Linked DNA regions of Arachis hypogaea: region 1 is linked to region 2. Evidence: chromatin contacts called from public Hi-C data. All regions are on one chromosome and are shown on one strand. The core of a region is the stretch at or near the end of the contact, and the rest is flanking DNA. Distances in the headings are between cores, read along the strand shown.

Evidence for each region. Hi-C and Micro-C count contacts between places; a contact is called where the count stands out from the background.
Region 1: a contact with region 2 is called in a Hi-C map of an unstated tissue, with 4 times the contacts expected there. The contact joins two enhancer-like sites. A contact is called at or near these places in 2 of 8 Hi-C or Micro-C datasets (leaf and an unstated tissue).

The regions. Positions count from the first base shown.
Region 1 is chr15:150,031,413-150,035,675 of arahy.Tifrunner.gnm2.J5K5, reverse strand. It overlaps the pseudogene LOC112751281. Among protein-coding and RNA genes, the nearest start is that of LOC112747240, 33 kb to the right of the region's middle. Within about 2 kb of position 1,950, at least 2 of the 3 cell types and tissues checked have open chromatin away from gene starts, as enhancers often do.
Region 2 is chr15:149,978,125-149,982,131 of arahy.Tifrunner.gnm2.J5K5, reverse strand. No RefSeq gene overlaps it. Among protein-coding and RNA genes, the nearest start is that of LOC112751279, 15 kb to the right of the region's middle. Within about 2 kb of position 2,556, at least 3 of the 3 cell types and tissues checked have open chromatin away from gene starts, as enhancers often do.

The DNA of each region.
Region 1 (4,263 bases), core at 701-3,200, 54 kb before region 2:
AATATATTATATTAGTTTCTTTCCAATCATTATCACTAATAAGTTTTAATTAAAGACACTGTCATAAATTATAAAAGTTTATTCTCTCATAAAAAGAAATAATAATAATAATTATTATTTTTGTTGAATACACACTTATTCCTAAAAGGTAATATTATACACAATTATTTTAATTTCTAAAATATGATGATGGACAGTGATTAACGGTAATAAAATAACAAATGAACTATAATGGAATAGCATATGGAGATGATTTTGCAGAAGTGGTTGTTACAAAGACACAAAATCGTTGCTGCATTATGTATACAGAAGAGGTTTACGAGGAGGAACCACCTCCATGCAACCATGCCTATGATGGCACTGTTGGTCACGTTAGCTACGTGGAGAATTTGGAAAATGGTATTAGAGTTGAAAAAATTTTACGTGAAGGTTTTACAATCTTCTTAATATATGTAAAACATCTTCAAATTTTAGTATGATTGAAATTTGGTTGATATCATTTTTCACATTTCATATGGGATTAAAATTAACTTTAATTTTTTTTAATTTAGCAACGTTTCTAAAATATAATCTAAAAATTTAATAGATCATATCTAATAAGATTTTATTTTTTTTAAACACGATGGAGTATATGGAGTATATATAGTACTAATATTTATGCAGTACGAGAGAATCTCATTCTCTACTCAATAAAGTTTTATGATCATACTCTAAATATATTTTTGGTGCTAATAAAAAATATAATAATATTTTATTTGAATTAATATAATTATTTATTTAATCAAATTAATATAATTAATATTCAATGAAAGTTTAATTCACTCTTCTACTTACACTATTTTATTTATTTTTAATTTTATTAATTCAATATTTTTTTGTTGGTTTATAATTCATCTTTTTATAATTACTATGTACTCCCACGTACTCTCATTCTCTATTAAATTTATCTTATCCTATCTATAATTTTTTTTTAAATATTCTTTATCGAATATAATTTATAAAAATAGTTTGTTAACAAAAAAATTAAACCTATATTTTTTTCTATTTTATCATAATATACTTGTCATCTTATTATTATTATTATTATTATTATTATTATTATTATTATTATTATTATTATTATTATCCACAATTAATTGTTAACATAATAGTACGTACATGTAAGAAAAGATAAAATGGTCATTTATCCATCTCTAATTTGTATTCTTTCGTATTTCTCTCAATAATAATAATAACAATAATAAAGGAGTGAACAAACTAAAAATTATTCACATTTCTTTCTATTATAGAAGATAATAATAATAATAATAATAATAATAATAATAATAATAATAATAATAATAATAAAACAAAAATCAAAATATTAGATAAAGTTACACTATGATAAATATCAGATAGAAGGGTAAGTGTCTCATTGATACGCTTTAGACAGTTGGATTCATTGTCATATCCTCAGCAGATGTCAACAACTGAGCTCGCTGGGCTTGGTTCTTCCAATTGGTGGTCAAAATAACATACAACATTAGTGCAGCACAACAAACTTGAGCTGAAAGTAAGCCCAACCAAAGCCCACAAAATCCTATATCAAGCCAAAATCCAAGCCCAATCGCCACAGGCATTCCGATCAAATAAAACGCACCAAGGTTCACATTCGCCGCCACGTTGGGTCGAGCCGTTCCTCTAACGACACCACACCCCACCGTCTGCGGACAATTGCCGAGCTCACATAGCCCGAGAATTGGTAGTGCAGCCGCTGTCAAACGCAGAATCTTCTCATCATTTGTGAACATTTTCCCCCACGAATGCCGCATCATAGTGGCAAAAATAACCGCCACAAACCCCAAAATTTCTGCAAAAAAAATCGAAATAGCAGCCGAGAGCGGGCCCTTGCAGGTCGGTTTGCCCCGAGCTCGTTTCCAACACGTGTTGAGACTGCAAAGCCCAACGAAGACGGAAACACGTAGATTAATGCCGTGGTCTGAATAAGCACACCCATGGATGCCACGGTGGCAGTGGGATCCACAAGGAGTCCACAAAGCACAATCATGATCTCATACCACCACCACTCTAGACAAACTGACACACAACTCGGCGCAGCAAGCCGAATGAGTGGCTTAAAGCCGGAGAAAGAGTCTCGGCTCAACTTCATCCACGTGTCAGCATGGACCCCACTTATCCAGACATGAACAACCAGAAACAGAAGGATGGAGAAATTGGAGACAGCGGAGGCTGCAGCAACGCCGGCGAGGCCAAAACGTAGGCGTTTAACGAAGAAGAAATTGAAGGGCAAGTGAGCAAACATTCCGAAGAGAGATGCTAGCGTGACAGGGCGGGTGACACCCTGTGCACGAAGGTAGATTCTGATTGGGTGAAGAAAGGAGTTGGTTACGAGGTCAGGGAGGAGGAACATCAAATAGGTTTGTGCCATTTGGGTGATTTGGGGTAGCTGGTGGAGGAAGATGAAGATAGTGTTGATGTTCAGCCAGAGGATTGAGATTGGAATGGAAGACACTAAGAGGAAGATGATGCAGCGGTGGAGGGTTAGAGAGAGGAGGTTGGTGTTTTTGGCGCCAAAGGCTTGGGAGCAGAGTGGTTCCATGCCGAGGGAGAGGCCGGAGAGGACAGAGTAGCCGGTGATGTTGGCGAAGGCTATGGCGAGCGAGCCGGCAGCTAGTTGGAGTTCTCCGAGGTGGCCCAAGAAGAGCATGGAGACTATGGAGCGGAGGTAGAAAATGAGCGATGTTAGTGCTATGGGAAGGGCTAACTCCATTAGAGACCTTGATTCTTTCATCACCTCCGAGATTCCGCCACATGTCCACCCTTCTGGTTCTTGCTTCTCCATATCTGCCAACAACAGATCATGCTCTGTTTTTGTTTCCATTAGGTTAGCTAGGATGCTAAGCTTATTCTTCTCTTTCTGAGTGTGACTTATGCCTTATGATTTGTGAATGAAGAAGATGTGAGAAGAAAGATTGGTGTGTGTGTATAAATAGAGACCAGCTACAGAAGGATACTCTTATTTCTTTTCAGTAAAATATATATGTTTTTGCTCGAGTTAGATGATCAAAATATTATTACGAGAGGTTGATAAATAATTGCAAATTTTTTTTTATTCTTCTTCATCCACTTCTCCTTATTTCAATTTTTTTTTGGGAAATGAAAAAGAGATAATAGGTATGCTTGCGTGGTGAAAATCGAAGGACCACGCCCAACATGCAATAAAATTATTATTTTAATTAACAAAGTTTGAATGAAAGGTTATTATTGATTTGAATTTCTGCTTTCATTGCATGTGTGTGTTGTTTACCGTAGTGAACTAGATAGCAAGCAATACGTCAGAATGTGAGTGTATCAATGAAAGGAACAATTTCCAATGGAACGAGAAAATCTTGAGTACTGCCATGTACTCCTATTTCATCAGCTATTATGCTCGATTTTCAAGCCATTTTAAACCTTACGGACTTGTGTATGGGAATGAATTATTTTTATTTTTTAAATTAATATCATAAATATATTTTTTTATTATATACTTTTTAAATGAAATTAAGAGAAATTTGTTCCTTTCCTTTAGTATTCTTTCTTTACATGCTTGGTAATTCACACTAATTTAAACTGATACAGTGGTAAAGAAACTGAAATTGATTGCTTTCAAGATCAAGAGTACTAAAACGTAAAAGCTCTCCTTATTACTGACTCTTGGTGGTTCCATCCTTGATTACACCTCCACTGGCCCATATTCCGGCAATTCAGCAAGCGGCTGCTTACGGAAACGAGAGCTTTTAAGAATGAAAATCAAAATAAATATGATTTTAGACATTAATTTTCTAGAAAATTACAAAAGTGGATATATAAGATTAATACAAGCAAAGAGTAAATTATTAAAATTATTTTAAGTTTTTGAAAATACTGACAAAAATATCATTTATTTTATAAATGATAAAAATATTTTAAACGTAATAAAATAACTAATGTTAAATATATTTTTTAAAAATATGTTTCGGATATTAAATTTTGATACAATTTTTTTTATGATAAAAAGTAAAAAATTGTCTTTAAAATTTATCTAGGTAAATTTTTTTTTTAATTTTTTGTTAATAATTAAGAATACTCTTAAAAAAAAAATTTCAAACATCAAATTTTTATCTAATTTTTTGTATTTATTTTTTAAATAATTATACAAATATTCTTACAAAAATTTGGATCAAATTCATGAGTAATTTTTTAAATATAAAAATTATTTACTATTTATAGAAAAATATATTT
Region 2 (4,007 bases), core at 1,307-3,806:
ACAATTTTTTTTAAGTGCGATTTTAAATATTTCAAACCATTGTTAATATTATTCATTTTTTAATTTCGACCTAAATATACTCATTTCTCAATAAATTTTTTACATTAAAATATTTATATAATCAAATATCTAATTCATTGTTCATCAAATTCATAATAAATATATCTATAAAAGGTAAATACTATCATACACCGCATAAATCTTGCATCTAACTAACTACTGCAAATATAACACAAATCTTTATCAGAGTCAATAGTTGAATTAGAATTAAATACATCATATTAGATATTAGACACATCATATTTTGCAAGATTAGAATGAAGGGTGCATGGAAATCAGGAAGGAGACCACTTTCCAACAATCCAACTTTCTCACAGCAAGCAAGTGAATGTATGTTTGATTTACTTCATGTGGTTCAAGCCAATGAAAGCCCAAGAAATCCAACACCTCCATTCATAGCCTATAAAGATTAGGCCATTACTAGGGTGGTGAAAAAATTTTTTTCTTTTGGTAGTTTGATTGTCTCCAAAGTGCTGACATTTGCTGCGCCAAAGCTGATGGTGATCAGTTGGTGATGTATGCCGAAAATTTGGTTAGATGATAATAATATTATGTAAATGATGCTAGTTAAATTATTTAGCCTATTTTTGAGGATCCGGCAAGTATTGGAAGTCACATTTAAGTGTGGCTGTTTTTTGTTGTGTTATTGAACAAAAAAGAAGTGAACATAATATGTGACACTGAAATTCGTTTTTTTTGTTTAAAGTTTTGGATCATAAAATACTTTTTTGGATATAAACATGAAATTGGATAATGAAAATACTGTTAATAATAAAAATATAAAACCGAAGAAAATAAATAATAACAATAATAATAGTTATAATATTTAAAAAAAATAGAAGACAGGTTTAAAGTTAAAGATTTAGGGTATAAAAGGAAAATGTGCTTTTTATTGCTCTATGTTGTTCAAAGCCCATGTTATTTTGTTTTAAAATTTTGTTCTATGGATTAAAGAAAATTAATAACTTTTATTTTTCTGAAAAAATTATTTATTTAGATATTTAATTTTTCAAGTTTAATAAATTTTAATTTTTAAATTAAATGAATTGAACATTTTAAATAGTAGTATTTTGAGTTTAAATATAACTATTGAAAGTCTATGTTAAAGCGGAAAACTATGTTTAAATTAAAAAATTTTTAAAAATAAGGTTTTTAAAAATTTATTCGACCGACCGGTTTATCTGTTTGATTGCGGTTTTACCTATTATTCGAACCACTCTTCTTCTTGGTTTACGGTTCGTCGACCGATTCGAATCGATTTTTAGATTCTCCAATTTATTGACATTGTTGCTGGTTCATGGTTACAGTGGTTGAACTGATCAGCCCAGTACGTTTTTTCAGAACCGTCTTAAAATACAACATTTTGAATCCAAATACAAAAAATTTAAGATTTCATACCTCGAATTATTTTAAATTGTTTAAAGTTTAAATATAGATTTTCGCTTTAACAAAAACTTTCAAAATTTATATTTAAACTCAAAATACTACTATTTAAATTTTTCAGTTTATTTAATTTCAAAATTAAAAATAATTAAACAGAAAGAGTTAATTTAAACAAATATTCTTTTTTTAAAAAATAAATAAAGTTATTAATTTTTATTCCAAAAAAAAATTCAGAACTAAATAACATGGGCTTTACAACAACATAGACCAGTAAAAAGCATTTTCTTTCTTTGTATCCTGAATCCTTAATTTTAGAGCTGTCTTCTCTTTTTTTTTTAATTATTATTATTATTATTATTATTATTATTATTATTATTATTTTGGTTTTATATTTTTATTGTTTATTACTACTATAATAGTATTTTTATGATGTCCAGAAACATATTTTATGGCCCAAAACGTAAAACAAAAACCGTAATTCAGTGTGATATATATTATGTTTACTTTATTTTTGTTCCATAACATAACAAAAAATAATGAGATCAAATATTTACCGGATCTTCAAAAATAGGCCCAATAACATAACTGGTATCATTAACAAAAGATTATTATCATCTAACTAAATTTTCAGCATACATCACCATCAGTTTTGGCGCAAAAATTATCGGCAGTTTGGGGGCAGCAGAACCACGTGTCCTCTCCTTCACCATGCCACATACTTTCAGCAACAGCAGAAAAAAAAATTCCTCTCAGCATCGTAGGATGACCCTAAAAATTATTGTTTGTACACAACATTTTCATCTATGTACTATAGTTGATTTTATATTTTTATATTATTAGAGATATAATCATTTATATTATCTCTTTATATTAATTTAAATTTTTTAGAGAATTGATATCATTTAATTTTTTATATTCAAAATGTCTAAAATTTAATACTTAATGAAGTAAAAAAAATAATATAAGATAAATAAAAAAAAAGTATTTAAGATACCATCATCTATATTATCTTTTATTAGTTTAAATTTTTTAGAAGATTGATATCATACATGACGTATATTATATAAATTATATATAGCTATATCTAAAAATATGATCCATGTGCACTAGTACAAAGAATAACCCTTAGTCATTGATATTGGTCAAATAAGGGACTACAATTGCAAATAAAATAACGAGAAAGTTCAGGTCATTAGTTAATTAAAAATAAAGAATTTAGCGAATGGATAACAAAGATTAACATGTTTATACACATTTAAACCAAATTAGAATTGAGTGTGAAAGCTTACCAAACCTATAGTTCTGGTGCCTGCATTATCTTTTCAAATAATCCACCACTATGGACTATTTTTCTGATATCATCAATATATAATATAGCTGTGTCGTTTTCGTTTTTATGGAGTTATATTATAAGTTCTTTTTTTCAGGAATCTCTTGTATTATGTTATACTTATATATTTGAAATTAGAAGCAGCAATTAAATTAGAAAACTATCAGGTAGGAATCAAATATTTTTTATTAATATTACCCAATAATTTAAATTAATGTTTTTTATATTATTAAAATTTATGATTATAATTTAGAATTTAAAATTTAATATAAAAATATTTTTATTAACCAAATATTAACCAAAATGTAAAAACTAATAAGTTGGCGGTTTTATATTTATATATAGCATTGCTCTTTTCTTTCCTATATTATTAATATGAATGAAATCAATTTAGTTGTTTGGAAAAAAATAACCAAAATTAAATATAATCGCATCACAGTATTGAATAATTAATAAATTAAAAATATTAACAATGATACCCGTACTCAAAAAGTATTTCCCTTTAAAATTTAAGATTAATATATTATTTCATGCACACAATGATACGGGTGTAATAGGTTTTCAAAATATAGAGTAAACATTTAATTCGATCCTTGTCCATTTTTATAAAAGATAAAGCGATTTTTGTTCAAGAAAAAATGGACACTTCGATTTTTAATCTTTTTATTTTGGGATAATATAATTTTTTTATTAAAAAATTCATTAAATAATAATAAAAATTAGTTTTGTAGAGTATTTTATTTGTATTTTGTAGGGTTTTAAACTTTCACAAAAATTTTTTCAACAATTTAACCAATTACTACTATTACCTTCTTTATCTTCATTATTATCACTCTTACCTCTATTATTTTTATTACTTTATCATCATTATTATCTCCTCTACCATCTTCTCTATCGTCATCATCACCAATACCAATATTATCAACATTAAAGTTCTCTTTCTTCATTTCTTATTCGATATTATTTTCTTCTTTTAAAAGGTATTTATACTACAATTTTTTTTTTTACGGCATCATTTTCATCAATAATTTTTCTTCACTTAACCACCATTAGTGAAGGAATTTTTTAAAAACAAACTTATTAATAGTTTGTGGAGGTTTAAAACCTCCACAAAATACAAATAAAACCCCTCACAAAACTAATTTTTGTTATTATTTAACGAATTTTTTAACAGAAGGATCGTATTATCCCAAAATAAAAAGGTTGAGGGTCGAAGTGTCCCTTTTTTTGGACA